Regions from separate parts of the Drosophila melanogaster genome. Here region 2 is linked to region 1. The links are chromatin contacts, called in public Hi-C maps. All regions are on one chromosome and are shown on one strand. Each heading gives the region's core, a stretch centred on a gene start, on an enhancer-like site or on the middle of the called end of the contact. The rest is flanking DNA. Distances are from core to core; before and after follow the strand shown. Region 1 holds the start of CG2017. Region 2 holds the start of Osi2 (Osiris 2).

Region 1 (6,514 bases), core at 204-2,703:
CAGAAGGTCGATAATACGACAAGTTCCAAACATCTTACCAGATAATCCCTATATTTGGCTCACTAATCAAACCAATCCGCTCGAGTTTATTCGAGATATTAAGCGCTAAAGCAGCTCCTATTTGCGCGCGACGCTGGCACAAAATATCGATTTTGGCTGCGCTTTTCATTTGCCCAGGTCGAATTTGTTGTTCGTTCGGCTATCTGGGTTCTGAGTGCTGTGCTTTGTAGTTGTAGTTCGTAGTTGTGTGCGTACTTGTGCTCTCCGCTTTTGGGTGCCTTTCGATTTTGTTTATAACCTGCTCCCGATTGTTTTGCTTTGTTGACCGAAGAACAAGCACCTGAATACTTCAAAAGCTTTCGCAATACCTTACCCTAGGGCGTTTGAGTTCTTTCATGGAACGTATTTTTTGTTTAGCAAGTGGGGGTTGAGCTTAAAAAAATTAACTTAGTGAATTTCCACAAGAAGAAAGTTACCTAAATATTTAATGCGGGATGTTATTACGAACCTATTTAATTACTAAAGCTAACGATAAATGGTAAATTTATAGGTTTTAATTCTAATTACTTTATTTTTGCAATTAGAAGGCAGGATATACAATGTTTAATTACGTCACACGCCATTACGTCCTTCGACACTGGAACTATAAAAGTTAACTTTTTCACGATTTTGATGCGAAGCCGCGACGTTTGATAATTTTATTCAACAATTAATGCTTGGCTTTCCACAATTCAAACACACCTCTTTAGTTCTACGATTGTTGTTCAAATAAGGAAACTTAGTTTAAAAACGAACCTTCTTAATTGTGAGATAACTCCCACACAATTAAATTATTACGTTTTATGTAGATACGCAATCTGTGTTGCGTAGCGGATTTCTGATCGACCAGACCCTTTCCTTTTTCGGCGCGTAGTTTTGACAGCTTTTCGCGTCTTGTCCTCGCCGCGTTTGCTTCGCATTTGATTTTCTACACAAGCGCTTTTGTTTTGACCGCGTCAGCTGCGTTATTATTCTCTATCTCTATCTCGAAATTGATTGAGGACGCTTCGCGGAAAGCTCCTTTCCGTTTGAATTCCGGGAAGTAACTGTCGCGTTTACCGAATTCATGCAACCAACAAACAAAAGCTTGGCAAGCATAGAGCGGAATTTCACAAGAAACAAAAATCGCGCTGCGATTTCATCAGCAAAACAAAAATGGAGTCAATGTGCTGCACTTACGCAGTTGCTGATGCAATACTGCGCCACAATGCGCGGATCTTCAATGGTCTCTGTGTGGGTGTTGCTGTTCGTGTTCGATTCACGTTGCCATGGCAATTTTGCACTCATGTGGGTTAAGCACTCACAACACACTTCAAATTTCGGGGACGCCAAAGTTGCGCCAGCAATCCAATCAATTATTATAAACCATAAACTTCCTACATTTTGTGACTCCGACAAACAGATGTTTATGCTCGCCACGCGTTAGTCCCTTTTGGACACTGACCTATCCAGTTGCTGCGCACCCTTACCAACACTGGCTGACGGGGCGTCCATTGTGAACGGCACACATTTTTCAAATTTAAATAGTAACGTATTTTTAACAATAAATGGGGTTGCGAAGGCGGTCATCTGCATGTCCTACATTTCCATACTTTACTTTAGTACTTTAGTGTTGAGAATTCGTTTTGGTAAATTTTACTCAAATAAGTTTATTAGCCAGCATAGAACTTAATTCCAATCTCGATGGAGCTATCTTGCAAGCTCAAAAACATCTGCTTTGCTACAAAATAATTTTGTATTGGTATCAAAAAATCATTCAAATGAGTGAAGATATGGTAACGTTTTTAGATTGCTAAAAAAAGAATTTAGGAAACCTTGTGCCTCCCAGCAATGAAAATACAACTCGAATTGCTTTAATTCAAACTCAATGTATTCTCATTAATATATTTACGTTTTATTCCTTATCATTAACATTATTACTTTATCACAAATATTTTAAGCATTTTTACATATGTAGTCAGTTACAATGATGTGTATATGTATGTATGTCTGTCTGTTTTCGGGACTTGGGCTTGCATGTATGTATGTACATCGTTGACCTCTCTGAGGCTCATAAAATAGTATCTGCTGACCTCGACATGGATCATGGGGATGTCGTGATGCTACAGGTTGTTGGGGATCGTTTTAAAATTGCACTACTGGCACTCGATTTTGGTTATCTACAGCGGGGACCTTTACTATATATGTATAAACTTGGAGGAAGTTTACGATTTGCTCTACCAGTTACCTGGATGCTATAACTTTTACATTTAAACATTATGACATTACATTGATTTTACTAATCGCTATCGATGACTTAGCATATACATTTCTTTTTTTCAATTACGTTTTTTCGATAGAAAGTCAAGAACTGAATCGCCCAACTGATATGACAAACGTTAGAACACTTATAGTCGTTTAGCCCTTGTCTTGAGTATGATATAGTCGTATAGCATTTCCGATGTGCTAATGCCTTGATAACAATTGCCAATGAAAGGGGGATGATAGGGTGGTGGGGGGGTGGGGGCTACGCTCCCCTCTTGAACTGCCCCAATCCTGCGAGCTGGGCCGACCCATTCAATATCCAATAAATAATGCTCAAGAATACATTCGTTGTGTATGTGTGTGTGTGTGTGCGTGCTCAGGTCCAACTGGTTGGCGTTCGTCAATGAGGTGTCTGTCTGTCGGAATTGGCCGGAATCGGGCCCATCAAATGGCCATCTGGAAGTGGAACTCCGTGCCTTTTATCCCTCTTATCGCTCGACCCGCATAAATCATTTTATTAGCTTATTAAAAAGTTTTCCATTTATTGTCATCGTTTTGCGCTATCGTGCGCACAAATCCGTGCCCAGTTCTATATACCCATTCATTTGGGATGGGGTACTCCGGATTGGTGATTCGGCCGGCAGCATGGATTGGGATATTTTTCTAAACTTTTCTTTATTGCTCACTTGTTGGCTGGCCCCGCTGCTAATGCCAGTGGAGCCGGAGCGGTAGCGGGAGCGGGAGCAACTGCTGTGACCATTAAATTCAAATCTGGTGCTGTTTTTGGCGCGTGTTTAAAAGTTAAATAATGACCAGCACTGGGCACGCAATGGCGCAAGACGTGTCCAATATAACTTTGCCTTTTTTCGGGTCGGCCCGACTTTGATCTCGTTTGCGGGAGGGCAGTTCAAATAGTGCGTCTGCGGCAGGAGGGGCTATGTTTTCCGGGGGATGTGTTCTTCTCACTTTAGCCGGGACAAACAGATTCAACAACGAGTTTCGAGTTGGAGAGCCCTGCTCCCAGCCACTCGGCCTCGCAATGGGTACAGGTCGTGGAAGATTAGTTTCACCTTGGGGGTCGCCCCTTAAATTAAAGACTGAACCACGAGGCGCGGGGCTGGGAGGGGCTACGACCTACACCAGTCGGAGGATATAGTATACAAGTACATCTACGGTTACACTTAGCTTAAACATTTACAAACGAACGGAGACACAGACACACGTATTACATATACATATTCGTACTTTAGCTACTCCTCTACATCTAGTAATTACTTCTAAGCGACGCTGTCGAACAAGGTTTTTAAATGTACAGCTGCGGTCAAGTTGGTAGTACCCTCTTTTCAAATTCGCTTAAGACCAAACTCAAAACCAACTTAAAATTGGCTTTCTTACAGCACTTTTAATTTTACAACAGATTTATTCTAAGAAAGTTTCGTTTTGACAATGATAATCTCCATTTCATTTCTAGTTTAGAATAATCTTATATTAATCAGATAATAGAGCTTACAAAACGCTATACAACTAACAAAATGTGATTTCTGGAATCCTAAAATTATTTAGTTTACAGTGTAGTTCGTAAATTTAGGATATGTTGTTTTACAAACATAAACATTTAAAATTTACCGAATGTTTACTAAAAACAACACGTATCTTCTTCGAAATAGATTTAAATTTTTCTATAAAACCATGTATACTTTATACTCCATACTCTCAAACTTGGTCTGTAGAATCAGTAAACTTATAAGGGTGGCTTGACCTGGATTAACTAACGCATTCAACCCCTTCACCGCAAACTTGACCGCAGCTTCACATGACTAGTAGTTGTTCGGTGTCACTCTGATTCGGCTGTGTTTTTGGGCTACTGCTGTGCGCCAGTCTTTTGGTTTCCATGCCAGGACGACAGGATGGTGCTTAGACGCAGCTCTCCGGCCCGGGCAGTGTGTCCGTGATGATGTGGTTTCGTCCTGCCGCCGACTTGTGCGTGATGGTGTTTAGCTGCGACGGCGACAGGCTCGTGCCGGCCATCGTCGATGCCATGCCCATGCCCATTCCCGGTCCAGGACCGACGCCCATTCCTGCTCCAACGCCCACTCCCAATCCCATCCCCAGGCCCAGACCCATGCCCTTGGGCAGCGTCATGTGGGCAGCGGGCGGCTTGTTGAGGCCGTAGTCTATAAGGCTGCTGGTGGTCAGGTAGTCGGCCAGGTTGAGCGGATCGTGGCCCCGCTGAGGAGCCATGTTGTGGGGCAGTGTGTGGTGCAGGTGGGCGGCATAGCCACCCGGGCCCGCACTTCCGTTGGCGGCCATCGCATTGCTCACCGTGCTGCCGGCGGAGCTGAGGGTGCTGCTGCTGCCGCCCGTGCCCGCTCCGGCTGAATAGCTGGCCATGCTCAGGCCCAGCTGCTCGTAGCGACTCAGCGTGGGCATGGCGTCGTAGAGAAGCGGTGGGTTGCTCCCGCCACTCCGGGCACCGACCAGGCCACCACCACCCGCCGCGGGGTCACTCTCCAGCTTCAAGGTGCTGGACTGTGAGGGCGGGCTGTTCAGGTGCGGCGCATTGCCATCCTGCAATGAAAATGGGATTAGATGGCTAGTCGCTAAACAGAAACCCAGTTAAAAAAACGATTTAATAAAAGATAAATACTACATTTCCTCTGCATTGCGTTTTTTGTGTAATGTTCCCATCAATGAATGTACTTTCGATAATTAATTTAACATTTTTTTTTGAGTATCATTTTCATATTATTGGGGGGAACATACTGAAAATGCAATGTAAAGGATGTCTATAAAGTCCTGCCCGTTTACAATAAACGCCTGTGTTGTCGACTACATACATAAATGGCATAGTTAAAGGGCAACGCCTCCTCCTGCCCACTGGCACTTACATAATCCGTGGTTTTGTGGCCACCAGTGTTGCCCGTCATGGGAGCGGCAGATGCAAGGCCGGCCGCCCCACCACCACCTCCTCCGCCTCCTCCTCCGCCAGCGAACAAACCACTCGGCCGATTTCCCAGCGGCGACGAGGCGTCACCGCCAGTTGGAGCACTCTTCTGGGCGCTCAATATGTCCGGCTGCTTCTCGATGCCCTGCTTCAGGGTGTAGGCCACCACGAGTCGCTGGTGGCCAGCTCCCGTTTCCAAGGGCGCAGTCACCGTCACATCCATGCCTGTCGGGAGAGTGGAGCATTAGCAAAAAGAGCAACAGCATATAGGGTTGGCTCAGCACTGTGTGGTTCTAAATACCCTTGCAGCATGTTACTTGGAACCATCCTTAAAACTGATCTTTTTCACTGCCAAGATAGCTAACTAACTAACTATCTAGAACTTGATTTTTGACATCAAGTTCATCATTATTAATTCATCATTAATTCGAAATGTATTGTAATTAGTTAAGTAACGCAGTTCTGGTAGATACGATTTGATTAAAGTTTTAGATTGAGGATACTTCTTCATAAAGTCAGGATACATTTAGAAGCTGTATAGGATTTGTATAATGGGAGCGGATCACCTAATAGAAACTGAAAAACCTCAACACTTGATGACGGGCCATCAAAGGAAACTATTTGATCCCCTGCCAGGGTATTTGGGTGCCCTCCACATGTCCGTGCGTGTGCTGCAATTACCCACCCAGGTGTTTGTCCTTGTCATCGCACATGTTGCGGGCTCCTTGGCCACGGCGCCTGCGAACGGCGATGACCACCACGGATAGCACCGCTATGCCCACGGTGAATAGTGTGCCGGCGAGGAGAGCAGCCAGGGGCAAGATGGACAGGCCCATTCGACCATCTGCAAAATGGAAGCAACAAATGGTAGAGCGATTAGGACATTGCTACGGGAGATGTGTCTTCATTGATGATGTTCCTTTCATGTTTGGGCTTCCAATAAAAATGTATACAGTTAGTAGAAATAATTGTAATCATGCTAACAGAAGGTAAAATGTATGTATTCCCCTATTCAGGAATTGCACAGTGAAATTTCGATTAAATCGAACATAGATATACCCCTTTTGGTAATTCCCATTTGGTAATTTGGGAATTACCCATGGTAATTCTCTAGGTTGCTTTTATTCTTAATTAAGCCTAATGAAAAAAAAATATTTAAAACTGATAGATACATACGCTTATAAGTTTATTTATGTTAAGATTTATTATAATTTTAATTTTATTTATTTGGTTAAAAGAAAGTGATGCAAAAGGAAATAATAATAATGAATAATAATGAGGTAGGAA
Region 2 (6,712 bases), core at 3,691-6,190, 350 kb after region 1:
AGGCGAAGGATAATGAAAATGGGTAGCCAGTACATCGACGGGGCGAAATTAAAAGCAAACAGCCACAGAAAGCGGCGATGCAGTCCGCTGCTTTATGGAATTATCTTGCTCTGCAAAGTGGCGATGATACCGGCAGCTGTTCCGGAATCGGAATTGGATGCAGGAGCCCTCTATAGTCAGCCCCTCACTACGATGGCGGGACAGCCGCGCAACGATGACACATTCCGGCCCATCCTACCCATCGACATCAGTCCGGAGTTCATTTCGAGGAATGTATTCACAAAGTCGGGCCAGTACAGAGTGTTCCAGCCGGCGGAGAGCGAGAGTGATCTGCGCTTGGCGGTGGCCATGCGTCGACGGAACTTTAAACACCCCTCGGATTCACCCAGAAAGCAGGAGTCCGAAAGTTCGGCAGCCGCTTTTAAAAACCAAACCATTACCTCTATCGACGCCGAACTAAAAGGTCTGGAGGATCTGCTCGTGGACTACGTGGAGCAGTTCTTCAGCAACGGCAGATATGAGCCCACTCCTGGTTTGGTCCTGGCTCTTCAGCAGAACCACTCGCACCCACAATCTTATACTGGCAAGCGCACCACCCGAAGCATTTTGGAGGACACCAACGTTGAGCTGAATGTTCCAAGGGCTTTTGAAAGCGCCCGACTGCTTTTCTTTAGCGGTAAGTAAAAGAATGTCCTAACTATTTTGATCCTTAAATCTCCATTCATTGTTTTTCTACTTAAGTAAATATATAAAACTTAATTTTTTAATAACAACATTTGCCTGACATATTTAATGTCTTCTCCATGAAAAACCATTCCTGAAGCAGAAAATAAATTAAGTAAAAATTTAGTACAGATCAACAAATATTTATACCACAACTTTAAAGTGACTAAAAACAGAAAGAAAAATCGGATACCTCAAACATCGTTACTCACAACAGTATCTCAATCAGTTGTAATCAAACCAACACTGAATTTCTTTACGTCATTGATTCTCGCTTGGTATTTGCTTCTTGTTAACTTAATTAACAACATACCATTTTCCACTACAGGTTTGAAGAAGGTGATGTGGCCCATCTATATGGGTTTGCAAGTGCTGAAGAGCGTGCTCTTCGCCATGTTCCTGCCAACCATCATCAGCAGTGTAAGCCGACTGATTGGCAAGGGTAAGTACATCGGCTTAAGGCACTTGAATAAATTTAAACATTTGTATTACTTTGGGCTAGGCATCACTTCCGGCTCGGCTGGGTCGGTGCCGTTGTTTATCCGCCCCATTGAGCCGCCACAAGAACTGGACTTCCGGGACAACAGCATGAATTTCGATGATGACAGCAAATTTTCCCTGGCGGACGAGGGCAAAACGCCAGCCGGCTACGAGTACAATGCAGGTGGGCCATCTGAAATAGAAGATGTTGTCTAGATGATAGTTATTCCGATTTTTTTTACCTTGCAGAGGCATCACAGCAGCAGGCGCAATATGCCCAGGTCAATGGGAACTCGGTGAACCAGGCCACTTTGTCGCGCTATGGAGGTCAGCAGATGATGCAGGACACCTATCTGAGTGCTCTGCAGAGCATTGGCGCTGCCTCCTTCAAAAACTCCCAGAGCATGTCAGGATCCTTCAGCGCCGGAGCTGGTGGCGGAGCTCCAGGAATGACGAAGAAACCAACGCCGGCCGTGATGAACACGTTCCAGAGCTTCCAGAAGGTGCCCAGCTCGTCGCTTTTGCTGTCCAACTATGACCCCTTCTACAGTCCACTATTGTCCCGCCTGGACTCGGTGTTTGCCCAGCTCAAATTGAATCCGGAGAACGAAGCTTGCCGCGAGAAACTCATCTGCCTGATGTACGCCAACCCCGCGAAGTATGCTCCGTACAGCAACCTGGTCTCAGCTCAACTCAGCAGGTGAGTGTTGTAAGTCCTCACATGATTAGTGAGAGGTTTGGTTTTATCTTTTATATGTTAATTGCGCTGTTATGTTACTGTTACTGCATTGTATTGATTCATCGCTTCTAAATAAATAAAAAAAAAAAAAAAAAAAAAAAAAAAAAAAAAAAAAAAAAAAGCAGGTGAGTTCGGTTTCCGCCCGAAAGTATGCCGTAATTAATCGCAGTTGAGCAATTACAGTAGGGTATTGATTAAAGGAATACCATTCCTTATTTCATTTCAGTAAAGTGCCTTTAGTCGAGGCCAAATTAATAAGGGTAGAAATAACCATCAATCGAAATTTAAATGAAAGCTTAAGGTGTCAGTACGTGTATCGGTATGCTTGGTTGCCTTATTTATGTTTTATATTAATAAGATTAATATTAATACCATGTCAGCTTTTAATTAAGCTACCTGTAATTGTCTACATTTTTAATTTTAATGTTAACAAAATTAATAACATTGAAACAATCAAAATCTGCTGACGCTTCTCAAAGGAGATCAACGAATGAGCTTTCTAACTTAGGCAGTCACAGAAATCACTTATTCATATTAATAGCTTTAACATTTGTGTGCTTTACATTTAATTCAACTACCGTCACTCCCACTTTTAGGGAACTGAACGAGCTGCGGAAGCCTACTTCCGACAACCCGGACATCCTGCGATTCTTCAAGTACATGCGAGCGGCGAAGGACGGTCAGGACGGCGTCGACTGCGACGAGTCCTTCGCCAAGTGCAAGGAGCTGAAGGACCTCGAGAACCCGGCAATGCTGTCCACCTACAACGACATCAACAAACTGGTCCAGGCCCGCAAGCTGGCGTAGACGGGGTCTAAAGGTCTCGGAGCCATCTCTCGGACGGTATGGGGTCGAGATGACAGCAAAGTTCGTGGGAGTCACGTCAAAAGTCCGTCTGACGGATGCCTGCCTTCTGGGGATGGGCGGTGTAATTATGCAAATCGTACTTTAGATAGGATAGCCTAGCCATATATAGAGGTTCGTCAGACGGCAGCTGTCGGCGGCGGGTGGGGGTTGGTGCGCAGGGGCAGGGACGGGGCTTCATTAATACGCTGTAAATAGAAAAGTTTGTTTCGTAGTTTAATTAGCACCAGCACCAATTACTGGAGGATGCTGTTATTTTTAGCCATTTAGCTGAATTTTAAGTATTTATTTCTAGCCTACGACTATTTTTAAACCTAACCCGACTATTTTTAACTATTTATTCTGTTGTTATTATGCGATTAGTCAGCGAGCATTGTTCAATGTCCTTAAATTATTCAACAAAATCATGTTGTACCACCAGAAATAAACCAAACTTATTGAAATCTCTTTGCGCTTGATTGGGCGAAGAAACAAGGGCATGGCTTCTTAAGCGAATTCCTGTTTAAATTGGTTGCATGGAGAAAGAGCTTGCCTGACGACACCAGCTCGAAAACACCTTTCCTATTTTAGTGCAAACATTTGCATTATACAGAAATATCTAAAGGACTTGGGGCAGCAAGAAACTTAATTACAAGCAAACATGTGTTTGAGTGTCTGGTAAGTATATGCATTTATATGTAAGTTACGTGCTTTTAAGTGGTTCATTGCTTTCAGCTTTAATGAAGTGATCCTAGTGACAATAAGCAATCGAAACTAGTTAGTCAATTTGTATTTTTCGCAAGATATGTTGTCAAACGTTTTTGATAAAATATCTATATTTTACACAAGTATAGAACCTTGAATCTGCACTAACAAAAGACTAAGAAATCATATAAAAAAGTCGGCGGAATGACTTTGGAAAAATGTGTGCTATAGTATTTTACTTAAAACATGCAGTTTGTTAATAATTTGAGTATATGATACCTGAATACTAATAGTGCTGGAATGTCTCGTTTAATTAAAAGTGGACAATGAAGTAATACATATTTAATAAAAGATACCACTACTACTGACTACTGCGTTTCGCTTCGACTTGTAGTATTGTTTCGTAAATATATTTTCGGAAATTTGAGCTAGGTTTATTTATTTAGGGCGCAAATCTGTGCAGTGGAAGAGGAAGTGCTGCAAATATTGTGTTTAGCTCTTCTGTTACCGGATTTTCTCCTTTTTTTTTCTTTTCTAGTTATTTACGTTTACATATGTATGCGGAATGTTCTGGTCAGATGCTTTAAAGGGCTGCCCAAGTAGATGATTCAATTACGCGGCTTGGGCAACATGTCCGGCAAAACAAAAGCGTCTCCGACCGCAGCCTTGCACCCGGCCACGCCTCCGCACACAAGTGCCCTCGAACTGACGGAAACAATTTCCGCCGGCGGGCTTCTGTTTGCGGCCTCGTTGGCAGATCGTGCCTCCGCTGACCGAGGAAAATCGGGAAATCGTGCGAGTGTGGCAGCGGGAAAACCCGCAGCAGTGCCGCCTGTTTTGATTTTTGTGGCAGCCAGATGGGGAATTGCCCAGTTGCCCCACGATTGGCCCACAGTTGCCGCCGCAGGAAATTGCAGACAATGCAAAAACTCACTGGATGCAGGTTCCTCTGGTTCGCATTTCGCCCTGACTTTAAACGTGGGCGTTCCAAAAACCAGTTTGCAGTAAAAGTAATAATCGTATGTGAGGCAAGAGGCCAAGAGTTGCATAATCCCTGCGACTGTGACGTACGTTTTCCCGGAATGAGTCACTTGAACAGTTTGTTGGCTCTTTAAATCAAACTCGAATTAAAGCCAAGGCCTCGACGTGCGCCACAATAATTTTGGGATTTTCTCAAGGCACACGAACGCTCGACTCGCCCAGCCGGACGCGAAGAAGCACAGGTCGTTGTCTCTCACCCACGGAGTCAAAAGTAAACCCGATCGACTGATCGTATCCACAACCTACCGCAAGTGCGACCGCGTTGAGATCTGCCTCTTAGCCATCATCGTTGCGGGCCAAAAGCGACGACAGTGGCTGGGCTATTGTCTCCATGTGTTGACTTCGCCACCGACTCCTCCTCTCGCCACTTCTCGCATTTCATATAAAATCTTTGCCGTCCAGCAGCCACGGCACAGTCGCTTTCGGCCAGCAGAAAGACAGAGTCGCTCGGAAAACGCGTCAAGGATATACCTAACCAAAATCACCCCAGGCGCTTATAGGAAACAGCAAAAGGTAAACAGCGGAAAAAACCGTTCGAAAAAAGAATGTAAAATTGTGTGAAGTGAAGTGAAATGAACTGCGATAAATTGTGTAATAAGCAAATAATATAGATGTGGGAAACGCCAGCATTGCATTACCAATTTAAACGACCATTCGATTGTGGCCAATAACTTTTAACCGTACTTTAATAAAGCGGTTGCAAATTTAAAATTTTCTGAAAATTCAGTTCTCTGAACAGAGAAGTCCTTATATCTGTGATTATTGGAACACTTTGCAAAGAAAATTAATATAATTTCAAGCATGGCCATGTGTAAATTTAATGTACAATAGTTTAATTTATACGGTAAATGAATTAAAGGCCACTGTTTTTAAGGTTCATTAAATATATTGAATATCATTCAGATTAGTAGATAGTCGTTTAGGGAGTGCTATTTTCAACGAATGCAGACTTGTATTTATCTTATTGTTAAAATAGTAGTAGAAGTTCAAAATAGGCATAGTCATTGCTAAACGAGAGCTATTCAAGGGTGTACATAAATTGTTAAATCTTTCGACCCGATAAAGCCATCATTTCCATTTATTGCCACTGTAATTTCGTAATACCGACCATCACCAGTCCACATTTCATTGACCTTCAATGGCGAATGCAAATGAAAAAGCAAAACAAATAGCGAAACAAACACAACAGACACAGTGACCAAAATTTGTTACCGCTTTCGACATAGCCATGCAAAGACCACTCCGACTGTGCAAAATATTCGCCGTGAAGCGATAATGATTCACTAATCCATAAATCTTCCGCACCCATTCCCATCCAATTACGATTCCTCATAAACATCCGCAATTTATTGTGTGCTTTCGGGTGCTTGACTTTCCATTGCCATAAACTTTTCACTTTCGCGCCATAAAGCGTTTTTCGTTGCATACTCTTTGGCGTCCCACAAACTTTTCTTCTCGTGGACATTGAAGTTCTTTAAAGTTGGTGGGCGAGCCGAATTCTTTGTTAGTTTCGCCTATACCACTAGCGGATTGCCACACAAGCGTCGCGCTGATGAGTCCCAGTCCCGGTCTGTATTTGGCCCAAATAACGAAAGCCTAACGAAAGTAAAAGCAACTGGCCAAAAAAGCCCCTGAAGCATAACGAACTTTTCGCGTGCGATTTCAGCTGGCGTCCATCTTAATACAGTGGTTGGGCCACATGTCGAATGGAAATTTCCTTTTTGGGATTGAAACTCTTTTAATGTCTCTATATATCCAATTTAAAGTTACGAAATATAAAGAAATGGCAAAGAATGAAAGATATTTTATTGCGAATCCTTTTTTATTTTACATAATTTGTTATGACCAAGAGTTAGTACATATCTCGTAGACATTTTATCGCCTACCGTTAGTATGCGAACCACTGTCAATAATGCGCATTAGGAACGCCTCACTGCACTTCTGCTTGACCAGACTGAGCTGACCTTTTTAAAGCACATTAGGCCCGCTGTTTATGCGCTCTAGCACGGAATTCAATTACGAGCATTTCCCGCCTCATTGCCGACAAAGGGTTAAGCCGGCAAACCGGTCCGCCGGCATTTCACTTTGGGTCCAACTCATCTGTGGGTTTATCTGTATTTTTGGGTGCAGAAAGCTCCACGAGAAATTTAAGCAAACCAAAGTCGAGTTAGCAGTAAACAC

What was found. Hi-C and Micro-C count contacts between places; a contact is called where the count stands out from the background.
Region 2: a contact with region 1 is called in a Hi-C map of the Kc167 cell line, with 2.3 times the contacts expected there. The contact joins the promoter of Osi2 here to the promoter of CG2017 in region 1. A contact is called at or near these places in 2 of 107 Hi-C or Micro-C datasets (the Kc167 cell line and embryo) and 1 of 6 datasets of contacts at active chromatin or transcription factors (the Kc167 cell line).

What each region holds. Positions count from the first base shown.
Region 1 is chr3R:5,860,952-5,867,465 of dm6, forward strand. It overlaps CG2017, which reads right to left and starts at 1,454. Exons shown (of 4, transcript NM_169117.2): 1 at 1,420-1,454. side-III (sidestep III) reads right to left here. Exons shown (of 18, transcript NM_001043216.2): 16 at 5,913-6,071; 17 at 5,172-5,452; 18 at 1,914-4,851. The coding sequence ends at 4,198.
Region 2 is chr3R:6,204,433-6,211,144 of dm6, forward strand. It overlaps Osi2 (Osiris 2), which reads left to right and starts at 4,941. Exons shown (of 5, transcript NM_001275374.1): 1 at 4,941-5,044. It overlaps Osi24 (Osiris 24), which reads left to right. Exons shown (of 6, transcript NM_141363.2): 2 at 1-676; 3 at 1,052-1,165; 4 at 1,226-1,387; 5 at 1,453-1,903; 6 at 2,539-3,246. The coding sequence starts at 13. The coding sequence ends at 2,749.